Regions from separate parts of the Mus musculus genome. Here regions 2, 3, 4, 5, 6 and 7 are each linked to region 1. The links are chromatin contacts, called in public HiChIP or PLAC-seq and promoter capture Hi-C maps. All regions are on one chromosome and are shown on one strand. Each heading gives the region's core, a stretch centred on a gene start, on an enhancer-like site or on the middle of the called end of the contact. The rest is flanking DNA. Distances are from core to core; before and after follow the strand shown.

Region 1 (2,573 bases), core at 47-2,546:
TAAATAAATAAATAAATAAATAAAATGTGTAGGTTCTTTTTGTAATGCTCAAAAATTCTAATTTCTGTGCCACTTACTATCCAGAAGTTTATACTATGATTTCCTTATGCTTAAAAATATCTCATGATCAACTATCATTTTTATTAACATATATGTGTTATATATATATGTTAATATTAATATAAATATGAAATATTACCTGTGGGTATATAAATTTAACAGTAACTCTTCCTTTATATGTGTGACCATAAATTTGTAAGTGTTAAATGTTTTCTTATGATTGGATTATTTTCAGAAGTCCTAGTACATAACTTACTAAAAAATATATTCATGATTCATACATTTATATTGAGAATTGTGTGCTCTCTTCTTCCACCGTGGTGCTCTCACCTTTAGCTGGATATTCCCCATTAAACAAGTAACATTTGTCTTATGTGTAAATAGAAGCCCTAAGAAAAAGTTCCCAATAACTATGTCTTTGTCACTGTTTCTTGTACATCTTCTTGTATGACCTGCTCTGTCTGTCTATCTGTCTCTCTACATTCCTTGGTTCGTTTCTTTGGAGCACAGATTTCATCGCTAGCTGATTTGCACAATAGTTTTTTTGGTTTTGGGGTTGTTGTTGTTGTTGGGGGTTTTTTTGTTTTGTTTTGTTTTGTTTTGTTTTGTTTTTTCCTGTAACAAAAGTCGTTTACATTTTCAGCATCAACATCAACCTTTGAAATCATTCCTAGAGATTTTGAAAAGAAAAAAATCTTTGTTTTATCAAACGCCCTGAGGAATGTAAAGGAAAAAGCAAGGGCAAAGTCTCAGCAGAGCCACAGGAGGTCCTGAAGACAAGAGTACCTACAAAGGTTCTGTGTGTCACCGGGGAGTTTGGATATTCCGAAATCCAGAGAGCTAAAGAGAAATGATTAAAACTGAGATGAGGAGGAATAATGAGTGAGGAGGATTTGTACAAATCTCGGCGCTCTAAGGAACCTAGGAGATGAGAAAGAAGGTCACGGTTTTGTAAGAAAGAAACGAGTAAACAGAAGCCTTAAATTCAAGTTTCTGGCGTTCGGTGGACTCACGGTTTCTGTGGTGCTGAGGCATTTGTGGGCAGCAGCAGCAACAGCAGCAGCAGCAGCGGTGGCGGCAGCGGCAGCAGGGCCAGGCTTGGGAGCCAGCGCTTCCCCATGCTGCAGAGAGGACTGGAGACCTGGCTGCCTTGCACCCTGCTCCCCGCCAGAGATCTGGTCCTGAACGTGCTGAGGAGCAGCTAGGCTTTATGCAAACAGCGGGTTCCACCCACACGAGTTCTCTGAACAAAGCTGAGGTTTTTTGAACATTCTCTGAAGGGGTCATTGATGGCCTAGTTACTGCCAAGGTTAATTCCTGACCCGTTAGCCGGAATTCCCAGAAGGATTAAGCACTTTCCTGTTACTGCTCACTTTTTCTCCGTTGTACAATAAAGTTGATAATCGCCTTCTCCTCCCCCACAGCCACTTATTGATGCTCTGGGCTCCTGTCTGGAGAGTTGGCAAGCAGGCTGCAGCTTAAGCAGTACTGGAGAGGTTTGAATAATTCAAGTGTGCCAGCAAGTTCTGAGCCACAGAAGGTCTGTCTGTCTTTCACGCAAAGCCCATGTTTAGCTCCCTTCCATGAAAGGAATTTTGAACCAAACTAGGAAGTAGGTATTGACTTTAGAGGTATTGTTATACATTAGATTGACTGAAAATGAAGTATCAGGGCCAGGAGAAATGACTGTTTTGTAAGTTTCCTAATGCTTACCTATAATCCAGGTGCTGGAGAACAGGAGATAGGAGGGTCCTGGGCTTGCTGTCTACCCTAAACAGTGAATTTCTAAATCCCAGGATATCACCGCATGGGCCTTAACCTTCACATACACTCATTCCAGTTTAAGGTGAAAAGTAACCAGTATCAGAAACCCCACTTTACTGTGCCTAACAAAGATCCCAGCTGCCTTTGCCATCCACTCAACAAATGCTTTTGTGCAACACTCCCCTCTCTAGTCTCTGGAATTGTCCTGGAGGCAATTTCATTGATTCATGCATCCATCTACTTGTTCTTGCAGCTTCTTGGTTATTTATAACCATTTATTGATCCTCCTTGGCTAGAACCTAGCGATAGAATGTCAGATAAGTAGAAGTAAGAATCCGTAAAAGTTCTATGACGTAGGGCAGGTGATAGGACGGCTTTTAAAAGCGAGTACAGTAACCAACCATTATCATTAGAGAAGTTGAAGTCTCCTCGAAGGCAGGTGCGAGGGACACATAGCCTGTTATGGGCTCCTGGAAACAACTCGGAAGGAAGCAGAAATCTAAAGTAAGCTGTGAGTTCTGAGTGGTGGTTAGACAGAGAAGGAGATGAGCAAGGGGCATTCTAATCCTTAAAATGACACACATATTCAGTAGTAATGAAGCTCTTAAGGAAATGAGATTTCTTTGTCCTGAAGGAAAAGCTTAACTATTTAGGAGGGTGGTCAAGGGAGTTGGCTTTAAATCAGAGAAGATCTTTGGCAAAATACTTAAGCTCACATCTGATCCTTGAAGAGATCAATCTTACTGAAA
Region 2 (2,573 bases), core at 30-2,529, 970 kb before region 1:
GTGGCCCACACCTTTAATCCCAGCACTCAGGAGGCAGAGGCAGGTGGAACTCTGAGTTGAGGCTAGCGTGGTCTATATAGAGAGTTATAGACAGCCAGAGCCACATAAAGAAATCTTGTCTCAAAAAGTAGGAGAAAAAAAGAAGAAAAGAAGAGAAAAATAGTAAAAACCTTGTTGAAAGGATATTGGTGTGGTGGCCCACACCTTTAATCCCAGCACTCAGGAGGCAGAGGCAGGTGGATTTCTGAGTTTGAGCCAGCCTGGTCTATAGAGTGAGTTCCAGGACAGCCAGGGCTACAGAGAAACCCTGTCTGGCGGGGTGGGGGGGGAGAAAGAAAGAAAAAAAGAAAGGAAGGAAGGAAGGAAGGAAGAAAAAAAGAAAGGAAGGAAGGAAGGAAGGAAGAAAGAAAGAAAGAAAGAAAGAAAGAAAGAAAGAAAGAAAGAAAGAAAGAAAGAAAGAAAGAAAGAAAGAGAAGGGACCAGACTGAAGCCATTTTGAATAAAACTTTCATTTTGAACAGAGGTCAAATAAGTTTAAGTTCCCAAGACCTCAGTGTTGAACTGACATCCTGTCTGGCAAGTTGAGACATGATTGCTAGGCAAGTCTCCCACCACAGTCGAATAAACCAAACAGTAGGAACAGGATGAATGTACCACAAAGACAAGTTCCTAGGGAAGACTTCTATCCCTAGATCCTAATTTGTGGGATAACTTGGCAGACTTATTTATTTATTTATTTTTAGATTTTTACACCCTAACATTTGGATACCAAACGCTAACCTACTTGAGCCCTTAAGCTGAATTAGCAGCACCTCGGACTGTTTTTCAGTCATCTGGACTCCCGGAGGTGAGCCTGTATTCTGCTTTCTGGTGGAGCCTCTCTAGGACCCAAGAAAGGAGAAAGTGGACGCAGCACTGCTCCGAGGGTCAGAGGAGGACAGGAGACGGCCCGCTTTTCACTGGTTTCCACTGAGGGAACATTTGCTTCTGGTTCTGGGCATGCTGGATTGCCCATGTCTGTCAGTCTGTGTCTGTGGTTTCATTTAGTTTGAATGTTGCTCTGTGTTTTATATCTGGAAAAACGGGCCAAAGTTCATCTGCTGGTTGTTCACCTCTTAGTATTTACCCATCTCAAGGATTTTCGGGGGGGGGTGTGGGGGGAAGCGGCCGAATCGGGACAACAACAACAATAATAATAACAACAAAAACTGATAAACTGGCACTGTGCCTGCAGCTGAGAGTCCTGCACTGCTGGTAAAGCCCCGCCTCCTGCTCGCCTGATGCAAACCCCTGCCGCCTGATCTAGCTGTTCGAGTTTCTCTAAAAGCGAAACCAGCAGCTCTTAAGCTTTCTGTGGTCAGGAAGCCGGTGCCTACTCCCGCTACAGAACCACGGTGCCCATGAGCGTTGGATTCTGCAGGCAGCAACAGCAAGGCGCTCCTCCCTTGAAATCAGATCAGGAAGAAGTAAGGGAAGTTTTGTCTGTTTTTGAATGTATAAATGTATGTGGCCAGTGCGTGTTTGCTTCTGACTGTTCTGTGTTCTGTATGTATTGGTTATAGATCATTGGCTCATAAGTCGTTGGATATGGTTAAAAATTTTTAGTATCTGTACCAAAAAGTTAACTTAAAACCAGTAACTCAGGGTTGGAGCCATTGTCCAACACATGGGATGGACCAGCCAAGGAAACGGGTCTCCAAAGATACTTTTAAATTGGAATAAGATTTTTATATAATTTCTGATCTGTCTTAAAAACCAAGTTTATAGAAAAAACTAGGAGGTATTTAAGCTGTATCTCCATGCGTTCTTATACAAGAACTTTTCTTGCTGTCAACTAAACTTTGTAACATAAAAATAACCCACTTATAATAACTTATAATAACTAACCCCTTTATAATAAAACACTAAGTTGCTTATACTGTTAAAATTTGGTTTTGTCTTCTAAGAATTACGGTTTGTGCTCCATGTCTTCATTCTTTAAAAAGGTACTTTGTTTTTCAAAAAACACACAATTGAGAGATTTTAAACTACTTTAACGAAAATTTTGGAATTTTACAAAAAATCAAAACTGGACATTTTAAAAACAGCTTTTAAAAAATGTTTTCATTTATAAATCTATGAAACATTTTAAATTTTATCAGATATTTTATTGTAATGTCTTTATTAGTATGTTATCTTTATTAATGCATAAATAAAAGACTAAAAATTAGGGTCACAGCTTAACACCAGAGACTGAAAAATTCCTGTCTTATGAGGCAATAAAACAATGACCATAGTCAGTCTGGTGAAGAACTCGGATACTAAAGTATTATAGCATTAAAAAAAAATTGAGAATCACTGGCTTAAAATTATGTTTCAAGATATAACTTAAAACAAATAGGGCTGGAGAGATGGCTCATCGGTTAAGATCACTGACTGCTCTTCCAGAGGTCCTGAGTTCAGTTCCCAGCAACCACATGGTGGTGGCTCACAACCATCTGTAATGGGATCTGATGTCCTCTTCTGGTGTGTCCGAAGACAGCGACAGTGTACTCATATAAATGAATCTTTAAAAAAAAAAAGAAACAACTTAA
Region 3 (2,573 bases), core at 50-2,549, 900 kb before region 1:
GTTTTTAATTTGGAAGTTGGTGGTAAGACAGGAGCTAATGTAGCCCAGGCTTGCCTCAAACTCAATGTGTAGCCAAGGATAACCTAAAACCTTCCTTCTTCCATCTCCCAAACACTGGGATCACAGGCCTGCACGTGCCCAATTTAACTCAGGTGATTTTGGATGAAAGGTCATTTAGCATCATCAACGACAGGGAAACTGCAAGACCAGGGTCTGAGGAGACAAGCAAGGCCCTAACTCAAAGTGATTGGACAAATTGAAAAAAGCGCACACCTTTATCAGTTATCAGCTACTTGTAAAACACAAAAGAACCAAAAAATCAAACAAATAAAAAAGTGAGGGCTTGAGGTGACACCACGCTCAGTTTGTTAACAGGAAACAACAGGCTCTGTGTGCCTATTTATATAAACAGCATTTGCTCTTTCCTTCTTGCTCTCTGCCCAGAAGTCGGCCTCCGAGGGCTGCCTTGGCTATGCTTGACTGGGTTTTTAAAAAAAAGTGGGGGGGGGGGGTGGGGTTAGAAGGAGGAGGAAGAGTCTGAAAACTACTGTGGCCACCTGTCACTCTCTTACAGAGAAACTTAACGTGACACTTTCCCTGATGTTTGCTTAGTGAAAATATAAGGGCTCCATTTTTACCCAAAGGTAGTTCTCTCTCTTCCTCTCTCTCTCTCTTCCTCTCTCTCTCTCTCTCTCTCTCTCTCTCTCTCTCTCTCTCTCTCTCTCTCCCTTTCTTAATTTCTTAAGTTTTTCACCTCTGGGGATTGTACTCAGGGCATTGCATTTATATGACCCTAGGCATCTTTTACTTTTTAAAAAATAAGTTCTGAAGTCCCGAAGTGGTGGCACATGCCTTTAATCCCAGCAATTGGGAGGCAGAGGCAGGTAGATCTTCCTGGGAGTTGAGACCAAGCTAGTCTACAAAGCGAGTTCCAGAACAGGCAAGGCTGCACAGAGAAACCGTGTCTCAAACAAAAACAAAAATAAACTAAACAAAGCCAAAAAAGAAACAACTCAAACAATAAAACAAAACAAAACAAAAACACACAGAGAAACTCTGTCTAAAACAAAGAAAAAACACAAACCAAACCAAACAAAAAAACCCAACCGAACAACAAAACAAAACCACAAAATACACCACAACAAACAAACAAACAAACAAATTAAATTTGACTAAATTGCCCAAACAAAACTTAATCTTAAAATCCCTCAGGACTCAGCCTCCCAAAGAGCTCAGATTATAGGCTGTCCCACCAGCTCTGGCTAGATGGCTGAACATTTTGCCAATGGCTCCTAAGGGATCTATCTGCCTAAAGCACACAGACAGGCCTGCCTCCTCTCCCCTGTGCTTTGGGTCTCCTTCCATTTCACCCCAAGTTTCCACATCTCTCAGGGAAGCCCATTATGCTTTCTCTTTGAATCTGGAATTTGAGAACGCCAGTCAGCGCGCCGTCCGCCCCCCCCACCCCCCCACCCCCACCCTGGCGGTTTGCACCATTGTCCTGGTGTCTGCCTGTCTGCGATGCCCTTCCATTTCCCCTCTGTTTCCTCTAAGAGTCTTCACTGTGTCCCAGCCACTTCAGTAAGAAGGAGGAGCAAGCTGATTGTGCCTCCTGGGCCTGTGTTCCACCTTTGGTTAGGCTTCGCTGTGGCTAAATTCACGCTGAAGCAAAGTGGGAGGAGCTTGTGGTTAACAACAGGTACTGCTTGATGTCAGCATAAATAAATTAACTGGCATGGCAGGGACGCCAGCTGGATTTGTACCAGCTTCCTCTGAGTCAAAAGATCACCAAGGGAAAGTGTGTACAGAGCTCCAGAGAGTTCACACTTGAGTTTCAAGACTGTGTTCATTCAAGAGGAAGGGACTGTTCTTTAATCTTAGGCATGGCACAAGAAAGTTAGGTATAGAGTGTGATCAGCTCAACGTGGGATGAGAAAGTAAGAGTGAATTTTATGGGGGGCTAGAGAAGGCTGCTTCTACTCAGGACACCAGGAAAGCAGCCAAACTCTGAAGAACGCTTTTATTAATTCCTTTAATTCCAACATCAATGTCCCATTATTCAAATTAAAATAAGAATTTGAGGGCTGGAGCGATGGCTCAGTGGTTAAGAGCACCGACTGCTCTTCTGAAGGTCCTGAGTTCAAATCCCAGCAACCACATGGTGGCTCACAACCACCTATAATGAGATCTGACGCCCTCTCCTGGTGCATCTGAAGACAGCTACAGTGTACTCACATATAATAAAATAAATAAATAAATAAATAAATAAATAAATAAATAAAAAACCGTTAATCTTTCACATTTATAAAAAAAAAAGAAAAAGAATTCGAGACTGGCCATGTAGCTAGAGCTTTCCTAACCATGTATAAGACCATGGTTCTATCCTCATCACCAAAATAGGAAGGGAGACCTGGTGTGATGGCTCAGTGCTAAGAGTCCTTGCTGCCCTGGGGACCTGAGTTCAAATCCTATCACCACAATGCTTGATGGGGTGTTCCTCACACTTGAAACCCCACTGCTGTTGGAATGGCCGAGCCTGGCTCCAGATGCAGGCAGAACAGGACAGAGAAAGC
Region 4 (2,573 bases), core at 41-2,540, 850 kb before region 1:
CTAACTGTAATTTTGCTACGGTTATGAATCGTAATGCAAATATCTGTTTTCCATGGTCTTAGGTGACCTCTGTGAAAGGGTGGTGACCCACAGAAAACCACCTGCGCTGCTGGTCTTCGGGATCTGAAATCAGTAGCTATGACTTGACACGGGGTACAACATGTTTGAATTGTAGCTCATATCTGATGTCTGAAGTTATTTAGGAATGCATTTTCATTGTAAAGGCTTCACTCATGGTGTAGAGAAGGGACTTAAGTAGTGGACTGTGGTCAAATGTTTCGCCTCTTCTTTGGACGATTTGTTAGGTTTCAGGATGTAGGAAATGCTCCTAAAATATATGATGTTTATTCTGACATCAACTCGCCAAGCTGGCTCTAGCTTCCTTGTCTATCTTTGAACCTGCCCAACCCATAGTATTTATCATATCGCTTATTTTTGAGGCATCGGATCGCCTGCCTGTGATCCTCCTGCCTCAGCCTCCCTTAGTGTACCAAGCTCGCCTGAGGCTGCAGTTAACGCGCCTTTCCATACAGAGGTATTGTCTTCGGTGCGATCGCAGATCCGGACTATTACAGTTACCATCATCTTTGTCCCCAAATCTCTGCCTTCTGGTGAGGCAGGACGCTAGGGAGGGAGGGTGGCTGGCCCCCTTAGCGGGCAGCGCGAGTACCCTGGCCAGACCTCGCGGCCGGAGGCTCGGAGGGGTCGGCGGGCATCAAAGCGCTCACGGCCGCAGCCCAAGGAGGGGCTGCGCGGGGCGGGAGGGCGCACAACGGCAGGGCCTACTCTCGCGGTGCCGAGCGGAACAAACCTCGCCCCCTACCCGTTTTCCAGGCTCCGAGAGGACGGTTTGGGGGGTGGGGGTGGAGCGGCGAGGCGCGCGTCCTTGGAGCGCCCGCGTGCCTCCCCTTCGCGAGCGCGCGCCCCGCGGCTACCCCTCCGGCGGCGGGGCGGTCTCCTCGCAGGTGTCAGGAGTCGGCCGAGCGCGCTCGCCGCCCCGCCCCCCGCCCGCCGCCGCCCCCCGCCCGCGAGTGCGGCGCTCGGGGGCGGGGCCGCGCGGGTCCTCGGCTCGGGCGGGGGGCGCGCGGCGCCTCGGTCTGGGGGACGCGGGGCGGCCTCGCCGGCGTCGTGCGCTGTGTGTGAGTGTGTGTGTGTGAGTGCGTGTGTGTGAGAGAGAGAGAGCGGGGTCGCGCGCGCGCGCGGTCGAGCGACAGGCGAGTGAGGGAGGGAGCGAGCGGCGGCCGGGTGTGAGCGAGTGTGTAGGAACGGGAGTGCGGGCGTCGGGGGGAGGGGGGAGGGAGGGAGAGGCCGGCCGACCGCGAGGCCGTGAGAAAGTGGGCGAGTGGGTGAGGACGCGCGGCCTGGCTGCGGGAGCCGGCGGCGAGGAGAAAGGAGGCGGCTCCCGGCATCCCGCCCCCTCCCCCTCCTCAGCGGACTTCCCGCGGCCCGCGCTTGCTCCTAGGCGGCGGCCGGCCGGGCAGGCGAGGGAGGAGCCGGCGGCCAGGTGAGCAGCGGGCCGCCCGGGGCGGCGGCGGCGGCGGGGGCGTGGGCCGGGGGCGCGCCCTCGAGCCTGAGGCTTCGGCCGGCGACCCGGAGCCGAGCTCGGCGGCGGCGGCGGCGGCGGGAGCGGACTCGGCGCGGCGCGGCGCTGCGCGGGGGCGGGCGCCGGAGGCCGGTGGTCGCTGGGTACCACAGTCGGCGGAAGCTGAGAGTCGGCTGCCTGCGGGAGGGGGCGTGAGGCGGCGGTCGCGGCGTGGAAATTAGGCTGGTTGCCCGTGTCGCCGAGGGGGTGTGGTAAGCTTGGGAATGCTGCTTAGAGTAAAACCTGCCGGCTGCTCGGCTGTCCTCAGGGGTGTGGTTGTCGCCACTGTCCTTGTTTCCTCTGAAGAATTTGACGTGACCGAGGCAGGAGGATGCTACGAGCCTCACCCTGATGTTACTACGTCCATCCCAAGGAGTACAATTTAGAGTAGCGATCGGCTGTTTCTATTTTCTTTTTCTTTAACAACCTTTGGAACAAGAAGGAAGAAGGTTACCAAATTGAATGTTTGACTAGAGTAGATCCCCCACATCCGGATAGAGAACAACTTAAGTCCTATTAATTTATTGTTTCTCATCCCAGGTTTGTAATCCCTGTAATTCATGAATAGAGACGGAGTGTTAAATCAATGAGGTTTTTTACTAACCAACCTGTATATACCTTGAATGTGAATTTTCAGTGCTATTTTCCCAACAATTGCCTGCAGTTTTCCCAATGCCTGAAGTTGGGTTAAATTCCAAATCTATGTGGAAAGTATATCAGTTGAATATGGAGAGTTTTTCGTTGTTTGGCTTTTTTTTTTCCTAGACATTCTTAAATCATTAACCAAAATCCCAAAGATTTAAGTGCCATTTAAGTCTCTTCTCCTTCATAACGGGTACGTTGGAGGTTATTTCTTCTGTTTTAAAACAGTTGATAATATATATTTAAAGATACTTGGAAGAAAACAAGGACATTTCAGTCAGTTGTAACCCAAACCATTGTTAGTCTTTTATAGTAGGTCTCTTCTAGTCCCTCGTGTCATTGCTTCTTA
Region 5 (2,573 bases), core at 47-2,546, 780 kb before region 1:
CAGTCCGTGTTTTTGGACCTAGGGGTCAGCAGCGTATTGCCTTGGGGGCCTGTGGTTAAGCACTGAGCCTACCCCATGGCGGTCAGAAAACAGAGACGCAGAGGGGAGATGAGGTCATGATTGCTTCCAAGAGTGTGCCCTCAAATCAAATGACTTCTCTTCCTTTCAATAAGCCACACCCCCGAAGGTTCCCCTGGGTCCTTGCTGGGGAGCATTGAGGATCAGAACTGGAACAATATAGGATGGAAGGGCGTATTTAGAGAGAGGGGCTGGGGGTCTCATGGTGGTAGACTTGTCTAGCACGTGCCAAGCTTGATCACAGCACCACAAAAACCCAAATCAAGAAACTCCGGAATGTATTCTAGGAAAGAAAAAAAAAACCCATTGAATTTCATGTTTTTTAAACCCTCATATAAGATTACAAGGAAGATTATTTGTCGTAGGCAAGTGCTTATTTGAGGATTTACTTGGTGTATATCAAAACATTAATTGGATGCATTACTTTTCCCTTGTGCACAAATCAATCAAAGCCTCCGGGGAGAATCGTGAGGGCTCTGTGTTTAGTAAGCAGTGCTACCCGCGAATGAGTCTGCTCTGCCTGCTGTGTGTATGTGGCAGGGGACTTAGGAGAAATACCAAGGGGTTCTCTTGGATTGTGGAAACAAGTTCCCCAGAGTTTGCCTAACGAGGCTCTGAAGGGACACTTATGTCATGCATAACCAGTCTTATGCAACGCGTGAGCATACACACATACACATTAGGCATGTGTGTGTGTGTGTGTGTGTGTGTGTGTGTGTGCAAGTATGTGTGCACAAGTGTGTGGACAGTTGTACCAATATTAATTGAAAGCTTCCAGGTGCCAAGTACTGTACAATTACAATTCTTGGGAGACAGAATTAGCCAAACACAGTCTGCCTGGGCTCCAAACATTGCCCAGGGGAGAGCTTTACAAAGTACAGATTTGAATCGCATTCTGGGTCTTCAGAGGTGAACCAAAGACCCAAAGGTGTGGATTAAATTTAGCATCTCCATTGTTTTACTGTACATCACTGTTTACGCGGATGTGTTTCAGAAAATTACACACAATAAGACCTTGAAACAACCCCTCCAAGTTTTGAAGTAACTCCCTTTCCCATTGAAGGGAAATACATCTGGATTCATTCCACGGAGGACTCATTAACTCTGGCACCTCGTTTCTTCCACCCCACATGGTTACTATTTTCATTTCCCTCTGGGGAGCAGAGTCCCAATCTAAAATTGCTGATAATAAGGATAATAAGCTCAGAGACGTCCTGGGGGGGAACAGATGGAAAACAGTTTCCTGGCCTCTCCCTGTTGGCTGTTGGAGAGGGAGAGGTGGGCTTTCTGGAGACTTCCGATCTCAATGCCAAGAGGCCTTTCTGGCCACTGCTCCCTCTTACACTCAGCATTACAGCAGTGCTTCTCAAAGCACCATGCCTGGACCAGCAACACAAGTTCTGCCTGAGAATTTGATTCATGCAATAATCCAATTTCTTAGAACAATGGATCATAGACCCTGGGACAGGGACCTCAGAAAATGTGTGTTACCCTTGTGCTGTATTTCCACTACTAATAAATTAACCGAGACAAAAGCTGCATTCTCCCCATATTCTAGTCTAGAATATCTGTGGTGGTTTAAGTATGCTTGGCCCAGGGAGTGGCACTACTAGGAGGTGTGGCCTTGTTGGAGTAGGTGTGGCCTTGCTGGAGGGAATGTGTCACTGTGGGAGTGGGCAATGAGACCCTCCTCCTAGATGCTTGGAAGCATGTCTTCTGTTTGCCTTTGTAACAAGATGTAGAGCTCTCAGCTCCTCCAGCGCCATTCCTGCCTGGATGCTGCCATGCCATGCCATGATGATAACAGACTGCATCTCAAAATCAGTAAGCCAGCTGCAATACAATGTTATCTTTTATAAGAGTGTCTTGGTCGTGGTGTCTCTTCACAGCACTGGGAACCCTAACTAACACAATAGCTATCAGAATGAACAGTCACAATGCTAGCAGTCATAAACTCGTCAGCAACCAAGAGCTCCAAACACCGACTATTGAGAGTGTCTGTGGGAGCAGAAGGAGATAGAAGGAGTAACTGTGAAAGACGCAGAAAGGCAGACAGAAAGTAGGACACACACATACACACATACACACACAAAAAACGAGCCACACCCCATGCTCTCCATTTAGATGTCACACTGAGCCCTTAGGCTGGGGGAGAGCATATGGAAAAACAGTGGCTGTCACTCTGAAGGGCTTCATAGTGTGAGTGCAGAAAAAGTAATGCTCATGACAAGTGACAAGACAAAAAGCTGTGTCAGGCCCACAAGGTACTGAAGTTTGGGGCCACAGACAAAGGAGGAAATAGCTCTCCCAACAGCAATAGATGATGGTGGTTTGAGTTAGCATCGGGTATGGTGGCATATGCCTGCACTCAACTCTGCATAGCCGCTTCTGACCCCTCAAGTCTAGTGTGGTGCACCGAGAGGCCGCAGGTAATACACAGATGAGCTATTCTTACTGGTTTCATCAAAACGTTACTACAAAATAGACAGCATGCT
Region 6 (2,573 bases), core at 27-2,526, 760 kb before region 1:
GTGGCTGAGCTAGCTAGACCTCATTGGGCACATTGACGCATCATTTGTTGGTCTCTATGGTCAGGACATGCACTTGAAAACTTTACTAGATGCCAAAGTCAAGAAGCCAGGAGATGGCAGTTGCTACCCTCCACTCGACAGCACTGCCACTCAGGGAGGTAAGCTGTGGGACCCTGGACCCTGAAAACCAGCTCTGCTCTCAGACCGAGTCTGCCACTTCAGATTGGTTCTGTGTCGTAGATGCAGGACATTTCCAGAATATCTCTCCAGGAAGAGCCTTTGAAGCCTGGATCCCGTATCTGTTCAGTCTCTGATCACAACTCTTTGTCCGTACTTCCCCGGTGGCCTTTCTGACTTCTCCTCTCCGTGGCGGTCCTTTTCTTTGTATGAGTGAGTTCTCTGGTTGGCTCTGAATTTCTTACCAATCTCCCAGATCATAATGGGAGTCTTGTTTTCCTGTATTTTCTTCTTAGCCTCGTCAGCAGATGGCGGTATTGCCCCGAAGGCTGGGTTGGCATCGCTATCGCCATCGCCCGCAGACAGAGGGCTCTCAGAGGACTCCAAGTCTTTCCCAGAGACCTGGCTGTGGGAATTGATTCCAGTAAGTTTCATGTAAGCGATGGGATAGAGTCTGCAGAAAAGTCAGAATCGTTTTTTTTGGAAAATCTCAGTGTCAGGAACTCCTCCCCCAGCCCCACCCCCGGAGAACAAACTACACATCCACGAAGCGCACGCACACTGCATGTTCACCCTAAGTCCACACTGATGCTTAAAAACACTGACTACGTTCCCATTTTTGACAAGCCAAGAGCCACATAATCGTGACACCCCACCAGCCACATAATCGTGACACCCCTTTTCTCGGGTGCGGACGCCTCTACTTTTCCTTTTGCAGATCAGTCCTCTCCAAGGCGCTGCTGCTCCCCCCACACCCAGCAGACCTAACTTAGATTCTTGGGGATCAGGGTGATCCAGGCCACAGTTCCCGGTGCCATCACTGAGCGGAAGGCTGTGACAGTCTACAACCTCCCATTCCAAAGGCTTCGCCTGGGCTGACTGCTTTCTGCCCACTCTTGGTTGACCTGACGCTGCTTTTACTCAGTCATTCGTGGGGAATCCTTACTTCCACCGTCTTCAGTTATCTAAAGGACTGCATCGGGATGAGAATGGGGATACTAGAAGCTGTGCAGCCCTGGAGTCTCGGGCCCACACCACAAGGCTGTCCCTAAATTGGAAGCATACGGGACTTCCCTGGGAGAGGCCATGTTGGCGTCTCAGGCCCCGAGTTTCCCTAGCACTATCTTCTATGCTCACACCACCCTTCTCTCTCCACCCCTGCCCCCTCCCACCTCCCTTCTTTCCTTCCTTCCTTCATATGTAAGTTGAGCACACGGCTTCAAGCCCCCTAACCAAACGCTCTACTTTTTTGTTTGTTGGTTTTAATTTATATTATTCTTGGACAGTTCCATACATGACTACATTTTTATCGTTCCCACCTCCCGTTATCCTTTCTCATCCCATTCCCACCTCCCAGCCTGCTTTTTATTTTGAGATGGAGTCTCCACAAAGCTGCTTCCACTGGCCTTGAACGCACTCTGTAACCCAGCCGGGATTTGGGTTCGAGCTCCTGACCCAGCCTGCTGAGGAGTGTTTACAGGCCCGTGCTGTCATGCTCCACTTTCCAGAACTTTATCTCTTTAATCATTCGGGTTCAGACTCACGTGATCGTGAGTGCCCGTAGACTCATGGCCAGATTATCTGGCCTCCAGCTGCCTGTGCGCTGATGGTGCAAAGACCTGTCAAGCTGGGGAAGCGAGGGCTGATGGGCTGGGAAGCCGGCAGGCTTGGAGACCTCCCTCCATGTTTCCTGCTCCATGTGCTTGCTTCTGCTTTCCTCCCGTTTATTTCCCTCTCTCCTTTCCTTCCGAGGCTATGTGGTAAGTAAATGAGCAAAGACTCAAAAATGATGTCCAAACAAATCCATCCAACCTGGAATATCCTGAGGGTGAAAGGAGAGCTTTTGGTACTTATGACAGGACAAGGACTCACCACAGGACAGGTAACTAGTCTGCTTTAATGTGTTTACCCATTTTTAAAAATATTTTTTATTTATTTATTTTTTTTATATGTAAGTACACTGTAGCTGTCTTCAAACACTCCAGAAGAGAGCATCAGATTTCGTTAAGGATGGTTATAAGCCACCATGTGGTTGCTGGGATTTGAACTCAGGACCTTTAGAAGAGCAGTAGGCGCTCTTAACCACTGAGCCATCTCACCAGTCCTACCCATTTCTTAAAAAATATTTTGTAATAGTATCTTCTAGTCTCCTGTTGTAATTGTTGTCTCTGAGGCTTACTGTGTTAACTTAGGCCTAGTCCTGGAAGCTTCTAGCCTCTGTATAGTCTTATCTAGGCCTAGAATGTTTCCAACCTCTGAGACTTACTGCTGAGTGAGCTCACCCTTTCTTTTTTCTGTGGGAAGCCGTTGCAGAGTGGCAGTTGCAGAGTGGCAGTTGCAGAGTGGCAGTTGGCTACTGCTGGCCACCACACATACATAGGCAGTGAAGGTTCTTT
Region 7 (2,573 bases), core at 22-2,521, 730 kb before region 1:
CTACATAGGTAGATGGTAGGTAAATATGCAGGAAGTATGTCAGGATGAATGCTTGCCCCTGACTGAACAAAGGGAGTAAGTAGCCTTGTGAGGTTTGCCTTTATAACCATGTGACTAATGTAATTTGGTGCCATACTCTGGGGATGGACCCAGCCAGTGTCCATTGTCTTGCCCAGCATTTAATAAAGCTTGCTTCAGATTTGGCTCAAAAACTGTGGTAGTGGTCTTACTCTCACCTGATGAGATTAACACACCACAGGCGCCATCAGCATCCCAGTGGGGAAAGGAGCCGATGTGGGATGTGGGAGCTGAGCGCAAACTCTAACCAGTTTGAATACTGCAGACACTGTGAGAGTACAGCACCTGCAGCAGGGATGGCGTTTTCCTCAGCTAGCCACAGTGTCCACAGTGGGAACTGGGGTCCTGCAAGGGACCAGGATTGGTAAGATATCAACATTGAGTGCAGCCCAGATCAAGATCAGAGAAGCAAAGCAACGGATCAGCCAAGGAAAGGAAAGAATGTTCAAGCCAACCAATCACCTACCACCTTGGACCCCACCAGCTTTCCTTCCTCCCCTGCAGCTAGTTCTCACTGAGTGTGGTAGGTCATTGCAGCAGATGCTCCTAGCTCTTCATGTCTTTCGCTCTCTCCTTTTTCTTTGCTTTCTTTCTCTTTCTCATGACCCACTCCTCTCACTGTTACTCTCAAAGCCCAGAAGTTGACCTATTATATGAAATCTGAGTCCTTATCTTTACCCCCCCATGTCTTCCCCTTGCCTCAGTTTTCCCCCTCCTTTGTGTGTCCTTCTCTTTCCCATCTAACAACCTAATACTTCTGTTCTTATCACAGTTGCTCACTTTCTTTACCTCCCACTCACAGTTACATATTAAAATACACGGTACTATCAGAGTCCCTTTCTTCTCTAAAACAATTGCTACTTGTCAAGTGTCTGTTTTGTGGTGTAAGAAACATTAAATATCTGTCTTTTCTGTCAAACACTGTAAAACTTTGATTTGAGAAAAGGAATTTACCCCTCCCATAAAACCTTTATGCAAATGTTTTAGCACCCCCCCCCCCCCTTCAGCTCTGTAAAGCTTTTGTTTACACAAAGGCCCTGCTACATTTGCAGAACTTCAGTGGCAACCCCCTGCCCAGTTTCCCCCATTCCTTTGAACTGATTGTTTTTAAACTAGCCAGTCAAGAAAGACTGTGAGGTCAGATCCCAGCAGAGGGAAACGCAGAGTCACCACCTGCATTAGAATAAGAACTAAGCATACTTCTCACCTTGGTGTGCCTGCTCTTCTCCTTGTGAGGGTAGTGCGCCCTTCCTGACCAAGAGTAAAGTTTTGTCTTGCTGAGATGTTTCCATTGTGTTCAGGTATTCCTTTGTGTGACACCAAGACTATTTCTAGCAGTAGTCACCTACCATCTATTATCAGAGTGGGTTACTGAGGGACAGTCACTGCTGCTGTAGACAGTACTCAACCCGCAGCGACAAACTGGAGCTAGTATCTGATGATGTGTTTATAAGGAGATAAAGAGGTAGGGAGGACGTTCTATAGGGGTGTAGTGAGATGTGGGGGAAGGGAGTGATCCCATGCCAAGGCATCCCTTCCCATATGACAGTATAGAATAGTTTATTCAAGGCATGGAGAGGGAAGTTGAGAGGGTAGTAGAGGCAGAGAAAGGCAGAGAGTGGGAGAGAGTATAGAAGTATAGGCCAGTCATGACCACGTGGAGAGAGGGGGAGGGAAGGAAATGGGAAAGGGAGAGCAAGAGCATGAGAGAAGCAAGAGGGACCAAGAGATCAAGAGAGAACAAGAGAAGGAGGAGGGGGCAAGCACCCCCTTTTATAGTGGCTCAGGCTACCTGGCTGTTGCCAGGTAACTGTGGGGAGGAGCATACCTGACTGTTGCCAGGTAACTGTACGGTACAGTTTAGATAGAATGCTAACACCTGGAACGTGAATATAACAGATGAAACTATTAATACAACCCCATCTATCCTGAACACCACAAACATGTCCAACCTGAATAGAAGGGAAAGCAAAAAACAAAAAAGGAAAGAACCCCTTGATTATCTAACCCTAGACAGGCAGATCCCTGTTCAGAGACAAAAGTAACAATTTTTCTCCTCCCTAATCACTGATCCCATAGTAAGGATTCCTCAATGAAAATAAGTAAGACAAAATTCCAGATGCAGAATTCAAAAGAATAACTATAAATATGATCAAACAACCCCCAAAAAAGACATGACTATTTTCCAAGAGAAAACAGACAGCTGAATGAAATATTCAAGTTAGTCTGCAATATGAAAATAAAACTCAAAAATTAGATAGAATACCAAGTATAGGGAGAGGAAGAACTCCTGAATGAGTGACGTCCTAAGTGAATTTGTAGCACTGACACGGGCATGGTCATATCAAGGACCTCAATAAAGGACCTCAGCACCATGGGAGTGGCATAGGCTTCCCCAGGCAAGGCTCCGAGTGATGGCCAAGCTTTCCTCAGGAGTGAACAAGTGACTAGTGTGTACAAAAACTAGCAACTGAAACTTCCTTGTCCAGGATATC

Evidence for each region. Promoter capture Hi-C pulls out the DNA fragments that hold promoters and counts their contacts. HiChIP or PLAC-seq counts read pairs in DNA pulled down with a chosen protein or histone mark.
Region 2: a contact with region 1 is called in a promoter capture Hi-C map of hippocampal neurons, with 5 times the contacts expected there. The contact joins the promoter of Apobec1 here to the promoter of A2m in region 1. A contact is called at or near these places in 2 of 39 promoter capture datasets (cranial neural crest and hippocampal neurons).
Region 3: a promoter capture Hi-C map of cranial neural crest shows a contact between it and region 1. The contact joins the enhancer-like site here to the promoter of A2m in region 1. A contact is called at or near these places in 6 of 39 promoter capture datasets (the HPC-7 cell line, cranial neural crest, embryonic stem cells and 2 more), 1 of 115 datasets of contacts at active chromatin or transcription factors (astrocytes) and 1 of 9 other capture datasets (embryonic stem cells).
Region 4: a contact with region 1 is called in a promoter capture Hi-C map of liver, with 4 times the contacts expected there. The contact joins the promoter of Rimklb here to the promoter of A2m in region 1. A contact is called at or near these places in 8 of 39 promoter capture datasets (the C10 cell line, the HPC-7 cell line, cranial neural crest and 5 more), 1 of 115 datasets of contacts at active chromatin or transcription factors (embryonic stem cells) and 1 of 9 other capture datasets (embryonic stem cells).
Region 5: a promoter capture Hi-C map of embryonic stem cells shows a contact between it and region 1, with 4 times the contacts expected there. The contact joins the enhancer-like site here to the promoter of A2m in region 1. A contact is called at or near these places in 10 of 39 promoter capture datasets (the C10 cell line, cranial neural crest, embryonic stem cells and 4 more) and 1 of 9 other capture datasets (liver).
Region 6: a promoter capture Hi-C map of embryonic stem cells shows a contact between it and region 1, with 3 times the contacts expected there. The contact joins the promoter of 1700063H04Rik here to the promoter of A2m in region 1. A contact is called at or near these places in 6 of 39 promoter capture datasets (cranial neural crest, embryonic stem cells, hippocampal neurons and 1 more), 1 of 484 Hi-C or Micro-C datasets (cardiomyocytes), 2 of 115 datasets of contacts at active chromatin or transcription factors (astrocytes and embryonic stem cells) and 1 of 9 other capture datasets (liver).
Region 7: an H3K27ac HiChIP or PLAC-seq map of embryonic stem cells shows a contact between it and region 1, with 3 times the contacts expected there. The contact joins the enhancer-like site here to the promoter of A2m in region 1. A contact is called at or near these places in 5 of 39 promoter capture datasets (the 3T3-L1 cell line, the C10 cell line, cranial neural crest and 2 more), 1 of 115 datasets of contacts at active chromatin or transcription factors (embryonic stem cells) and 1 of 9 other capture datasets (embryonic stem cells).

The regions. Positions count from the first base shown.
Region 1 is chr6:121,634,896-121,637,468 of GRCm38.p6, reverse strand. It overlaps A2m (alpha-2-macroglobulin), which reads right to left and starts at 1,296. Exons shown (of 36, transcript NM_175628.3): 1 at 1,074-1,296. The coding sequence starts at 1,180.
Region 2 is chr6:122,601,150-122,603,722 of GRCm38.p6, reverse strand. Apobec1 (apolipoprotein B mRNA editing enzyme, catalytic polypeptide 1) reads left to right here and starts at 1,279. Exons shown (of 8, transcript NM_001134391.1): 1 at 1,279-1,466.
Region 3 is chr6:122,532,222-122,534,794 of GRCm38.p6, reverse strand. No RefSeq gene overlaps it. Among named protein-coding and RNA genes, the nearest start is that of Mfap5, 20 kb to the right of the region's middle. Within about 2 kb of position 1,299, at least 96 of the 459 cell types and tissues checked have an H3K27ac peak or open chromatin away from gene starts, as enhancers often do. A contact at or near this core is called in astrocytes, embryonic stem cells and stem cell-derived epiblast-like cells, where this site is marked.
Region 4 is chr6:122,485,022-122,487,594 of GRCm38.p6, reverse strand. It overlaps Rimklb (ribosomal modification protein rimK-like family member B), which reads left to right and starts at 1,290. Exons shown (of 6, transcript NM_027664.1): 1 at 1,290-1,504.
Region 5 is chr6:122,415,299-122,417,871 of GRCm38.p6, reverse strand. No RefSeq gene overlaps it. Among named protein-coding and RNA genes, the nearest start is that of 1700063H04Rik, 25 kb to the right of the region's middle. Within about 2 kb of position 1,296, at least 14 of the 459 cell types and tissues checked have an H3K27ac peak or open chromatin away from gene starts, as enhancers often do.
Region 6 is chr6:122,390,082-122,392,654 of GRCm38.p6, reverse strand. 1700063H04Rik (RIKEN cDNA 1700063H04 gene) reads right to left here and starts at 1,276. Exons shown (of 2, transcript NR_152109.1): 1 at 1,124-1,276; 2 at 1-631. RefSeq lists an enhancer at 1-50.
Region 7 is chr6:122,365,164-122,367,736 of GRCm38.p6, reverse strand. No RefSeq gene overlaps it. Among named protein-coding and RNA genes, the nearest start is that of 1700063H04Rik, 25 kb to the left of the region's middle. Within about 2 kb of position 1,271, at least 20 of the 459 cell types and tissues checked have an H3K27ac peak or open chromatin away from gene starts, as enhancers often do. A contact at or near this core is called in embryonic stem cells, where this site is marked.